Linked DNA regions of Bombyx mori: region 1 is linked to region 2. Evidence: chromatin contacts called from public Hi-C data. All regions are on one chromosome and are shown on one strand. The core of a region is the stretch at or near the end of the contact, and the rest is flanking DNA. Distances in the headings are between cores, read along the strand shown. Region 1 overlaps LOC101744766 (zinc transporter ZIP11). Region 2 overlaps LOC119629108 (a long non-coding RNA gene).

Region 1 (2,700 bases), core at 95-2,594, 130 kb after region 2:
GACACCGTGACCCACATACCGCAAGCAGCGCCATTCATGCCGCAGCCTCGCACTGCGCTGCGGCACTCACGCACAGGACTCGAATTTCGTATTAGCAGTCGTTAGTACCGTAACACCGGAATTTCCATCGACCACTTGCACAACCTCGACTCGGCCGTTGACGCAATCGGACCCATACTCTGTAGGCCGAGGCCGCTCAGCCATCTCTACACTTGTTCAATTAGATCCTTGTCGCACTTACATGCGCAATCGACCGCCTCGGTAAATATTTAAGGATGAAACGCGTAATAGTAATAAGAAAAAAATCCATAAGTTTCCTGTTCGTCATTAAAAACGAGCATTATCTGATGATGATTGCGCATCGAGCTAGGAGTGAAATGCATTGAGGCTTTTTTCAAATGGTATCAAAGTCACGTTAAATATAAATTCAGTATTATGGAAAAACAGAATTATTAAAATGCATCTAATGTGCATTTATATAGCAAACTATTTTTGTACATAATAAGAATATTTTTTGTTCTGCACAGAATAGAGATTGCATTACCTATGCAATTGTTGCAATTTTAAAAGAAATCTGTCTTTTAATATCTTAATAAACAGTGAAGGAATCCATATCATACAAATGTTCAGCGTAACATTTTATCGAACAATAGATTTAGTTTAAACAAGAAGCTAGTGTACTATTTTTAGATATAATTGAAAGTCTATTGTTAAAAGATTGCTTACCGTTTCATTATTCTTTGGTTTGGAAATGGTTTCGCTTCATGATTGTATGAGAATACCATTGAATTTCTGAGGCTCCCTATGGCGTGAATCTCAAACATCTCATTACATTAAGAAAGCGATAAAAACTCAAAATAATTCCAATGTTGTACCAAGGTTGTAATACATTACATGTAAAATGACTTGTTCTTATACCTCCGAGTGCTATTACAAAAAAATACAGGCCAGACATTCGTAGTGACTATAGCGTAACTTACATGCGCAAGTATGTTTGTGTATGTATGTGCGTTTATTCACACATAGGTACATTTAGAATTTTAGTTAAAAAATTAATAAAACGCTACAGATAATCGAAACGTGTCTTCTATTTACAAATTGATTGATTATTAAAATCGTTGGCTCGGAATACCGTTTTTCGCGCGTTTGGCACAAAACAAGTCCCTCTGGTTACCGCATTTACGGGTATACCAAATAGCTAACGGTCCCTCTTTGCCTACATTTGTATGTGCGGTGGTAGATGAATTGGCAATACGAGGTGGTTGCGCTTGGTAACGCAGTTGGAGACGGGAGGGGGGAGTGTGGCTGGCCGGTGGGGGACAGGGGCACCGGCTGCCAGACAGCGGGGCTCCGCTTGGGAGGCTACAGCAGCCTCTTGCATCGTATATTGCCCGCCGTCGCGACAGCTTACGCGAAGGCTGCTCCACTTTGATTAAAATTGCATATTAAGCAACGTTTACACGACAATTATTGGGAAAGACGTGCTAAACAGCTAAAGGAAACTCTCAACAATATTACTGAAGTGAATTGATTGATTTCAATTTCGTATACATAACGACATTAATTTATACTTTTCTACAATGCTTGCGTTTTAATTACAAACGATTACAGACTGTTGATTTCTCTGGGAATGACAGAAACATAGGCTACCAATTAATTAGAATATTGTACATGATTAATTATCTAGTCTATTCGACGGTGTTATTGAAGACGGTCTAAAAAAGATAGTGTTACGAATTTCACTTCATTCAATATTATCACTAGTAATCCTTAAGTTTCTAGTCTAGCTATCGATTCCCATTACCGATTCATAACGCTGTGAGTCAAATAAAATTTCATGTTGCCCCGATATCATTTTTTTATTGCCTTTGTAGGCAGACGAGCATACGGCCCACCTGGTGGTAAGTGGTCACCGTCGCTCATGGACGTCAGCAATGCCAGGGGCAGAGCCAAGCCGCTGCCTACCATTAAACAGACGGAACATTATCAACAGACGGGATAAGGACAAGAAGAGAAAAAAATATTTTAATATACTTTATGTGTGCAGGTTTGTGTGGCATGACGTGCTGATACGTATTTTCTTTTTAGCTCGCTTCAGTTAAACGGTTACAGTTGTTCATAGACTCGTCGCAATAAGGGTATCCGCACACCTCGAGGCACTGGGACGAGGTTTCGGTTGCTGCAATGATATATCGTTAATCCTATCTTGCTATATTGCTATATTGCTAACTCTATCTTGGCGTAAAGCGTAATCACTTGATTTAGACATATGCGTCCTAATCACGATGCGAAGTAGTGGTGTAGCGATCACGTAAAACGGTTATCAGTTACGTTGTTTCGTTAATTAGTCAATAATATATTCGGTAATTAAAATACATTCGAATGAAATCATTAAATAGCTAGACTATCGAAATTTGTCACTTGTTTTGTGTTGAACGAGTTTACACATTCGCGATTTGGTTTTTTGTTTTTTTTTTTTCCTGTACGATTAATGCATAATTGTGCATTCACAGGGGATTAGTTCTGTAGAATTACTAATGAAAGACGACTTGTATAATATTTTGACAGCAGAATGATGCACTCAACAAAACGGTAACACGTATGCCCTGAGCAACTTTATCTATATAATATATAAAAATGAATTGCTGTTCGTTAGTCTCGCTAAAACTCGAGAACGGCTGGACCGATTTGGCTAATTTT
Region 2 (3,050 bases), core at 420-2,919:
AGTTTCGCATAAGACGAAGGCAGATGAGGCGCGGGTGCGGGATGAGACACGCGCTGCGGGAACAGAGAGCGGAGGCGTGCGGTGTCGCAAATAGGCCGTGACGCGGGCGGGCGCTGCACTTTCGCGCGGTCATGTGCCCGGCGCCGCGGCCAGACGCTCGTAATCGTTCCTCTATTTAAAAACGTGGTCGCCGACTGTGGGTGGGGAATGTGTCGTGACAACACACAGACGACAACGACCGCGCGCAGCGGAAGCGACACACTTCCAGCCCGGAAACGTGCGCCTGTGCCTTAAGGGACCGCCGCCGCTCGCTATTTTTAAACGAACCAGGACGCATGTTACCGTTCGTGGGGGAGCGTGACGTCATCAACTTATTTCCGAACGTACATTACGAACGATGATAATCGGGAAACGGACGTATCTTGTGCGAGATCTGTTCGGAAAGTGAAGGGGGGACCGTAGTTAAGTCGCGGTCCGTTCCAGAGAAGCACACCTCGCTTATTAACGAATTAGTCGGTGAAGAAAGGGCAAGGGCCCACCGGAGATAGGGTCAATAAATGCGCGCCTTCGTAACTCGTAATTAATAACGAAGCCGCGATAAAATCTTCAGAGCAATTACCGAAATACAGCAGGTGCGCACGCAGCTCGAACCTTCTGAAACTAATTACACCTTGTGTATTCAATTATTACTTGCGCGCCTTAATAAATATTCAACTCGTTCTGGCAAAACACATATTTGGGTCGTCTTTATTCAAACATCATAATAGCACAATTTGAAGACGTTGCCCGCTAATTTGAAACACTAAAAATGATTTTACATTCGATGATCCCAAACTAGGATTTTCTAGTAGGTAGGTATGTTTTTTCTTGACTTATCAATTTCAAAATTTCAAGTATCGAAAAATAATCGATATTTTTTCAGAACAAACTAATATTTATGTTCTTTCCCACTGTACATTATTTCAAATAATTAATCTATGATTTATTGAAATGAATGTCTTGTTGATTGTTATTTTTATTTAGTTATGCTAAAAGATTGAGATAGATTAGTCTAATCTTTAAAGTATACATCCAATTTTTAGAGGGCCAATATTCTCTTCCGCACTGTTGCATCGATATTTTTATTGAAAATATCAAAATCGATATTAGCGAAATATATCAACACTTTTTGGAACTTCTGACATCCCAAACCGGTATGGTTCCCGGAAACACGTAAGGGACGCGAAAACAAACACTCCGACATCGAGTACCAAATAAGTATCATAAGCGAATATATTGTCTTATTGTACCCACAGTATTCCGACAGTATACAGACTCCGATCGGCAATCGGAATCGGGTCCTGGGCTAAGAACGTCACCAACAACTGAACCAACAAGGCGTCCTTAATCGTTAATCGTATGCCTTTACACCGGGAAGTGTCGCGAATGGCGACGGTTTAATATGTGTCGCGTATGGTCCGGAGCGGCGACGACAAGACTTGTTCAGAGCTAATAGCCCCTACGTGCGTTAAGCGGCGCGTCTCGCATTTTAATAAACCCTAATTAAGTCGAACGATTTACATTTTTAAACTGTTTATCACGACCGCGCATTCGATGTAAATATGACATGTTTCGGTGATGTCGAATGTGCGCTCGGTCGTGGTCGGCGTTGCAGTCCGGTGCAATGCGCTACGAGCCCGCTACGGCACCGCTACGAAATCGAGATCATTAAAACACACACACACGGACACGCAGACGCACACGTACAAACGCGCAGATTAAATCTCAACTTCATTAAAATACTTTCGATGAGAATTCCGTTACCCGCCCGCCCCGCTCTGTTCTTCCGCTATACGCATCGAATCGCTTGTCGACTTCAGAATCGAGAGAACCCGACGCGAAACGTTGCGCAACAATAAAGCAACAGACGCAGAACACAAACATTAATAAACGAGACGTTTGCAATATTATCTTTATCCATAAAGAAAAATGTGCACAAACATAATACTTTCACAACACATGCATAATATGTTGCAGACATTTCACATTCTCGACGATATTGCGTATGAATTTTATTTACACAAAATACGAATGCCGGCGATCAAATAACCGGACTCGGTGTCGTTTGTAAGAATTTACATTGAGCATGCTCTTTATTTTGTTACAATTAGTGCAAGTTTCGTAATTTTTAGAGACGAAGAATGCATTATGTTAGTAAAAGTTCGATCGTAAAATTTCACCTGACGCTAGTGAGTGATTCAACCGATCTTGAATTTCTTTAAAGGCAAGCAGTAATGTTGTCCCATTTTCTAACTTAAACCCACTAATAATAGGATAGGTCTTTAATTGTGATTTCAAGATTTTGAATAGACGTATGCATGAGCTAAAATAAATGCAGGCATGCGTTCTGTGATAAGGGCCAAAAGGTAACAGATAAAGGTGCTGTGTGTTAGTGGTGCGGGCGAGGACGCGCAGGGTGCCCTGTATGCTTAGTGCGAGTTTTTTAACGTTCTCGATAGCGTAAAAGTTAACTCAAATTTGTATGGAGTTGGAACGTTTACCAACGTTTGGGCTAGGGGCGTTGTTCTAACTGCATATGCCTGCAGATTTGAGTTAACTTTTACGCTATCGAGAACGTTAAAAACCTCGCACTAAGCACACTGTTCGCAGACGCGGCGCGGTGCGGCGGCGGTGGCGCCGAGCCGCGACATGTATTATTCAAGCGAGCGAGGCCGCGACCCGCACCGCCCCCCAAATTCTGTTAGCGCCGCGTCTCGCACATTTGTGTCTAATTACCAGCCATCGTGACCGACTTACCGCCACTATTGTTTTCATTATCTGTACAAACTTACTCTTGTATTGTTCGATTTTAAAGATAAACTGCATCGTATATATAGTATAGGCGTTTCCGAATTTTTACATTGTCTACGAGCGATCAGATATGCGTGATTCGAAAAAAGCGAAACGAAAATGAAGTAGGCCGATTAAATGTTTGCTGTCATTCGAAATATGACGTGTTTGAGTGCTTACAGAGTGATGAGAGCGATTAGTGCGACGTGTCCCAGTTGCGA

Evidence for each region. A called contact is a pair of places that touch in the nucleus more often than the background predicts.
Region 1: a Hi-C map of posterior silk gland shows a contact between it and region 2, with 2.5 times the contacts expected there. The contact joins two enhancer-like sites. A contact is called at or near these places in 3 of 7 Hi-C or Micro-C datasets (posterior silk gland, an unstated tissue and whole pupa).

What each region holds. Positions count from the first base shown.
Region 1 is chr11:11,385,232-11,387,931 of ASM3026992v2, forward strand. The region is part of intron 4 of LOC101744766 (zinc transporter ZIP11); the gene reads right to left. Among protein-coding and RNA genes, the nearest start is that of LOC101744766, 26 kb to the right of the region's middle. Within about 2 kb of position 1,345, at least 6 of the 8 cell types and tissues checked have open chromatin away from gene starts, as enhancers often do.
Region 2 is chr11:11,258,387-11,261,436 of ASM3026992v2, forward strand. All of the region lies in intron 2 of LOC119629108 (a long non-coding RNA gene), which reads right to left. Among protein-coding and RNA genes, the nearest start is that of bantam, 5.1 kb to the left of the region's middle. Within about 2 kb of position 1,670, at least 6 of the 8 cell types and tissues checked have open chromatin away from gene starts, as enhancers often do.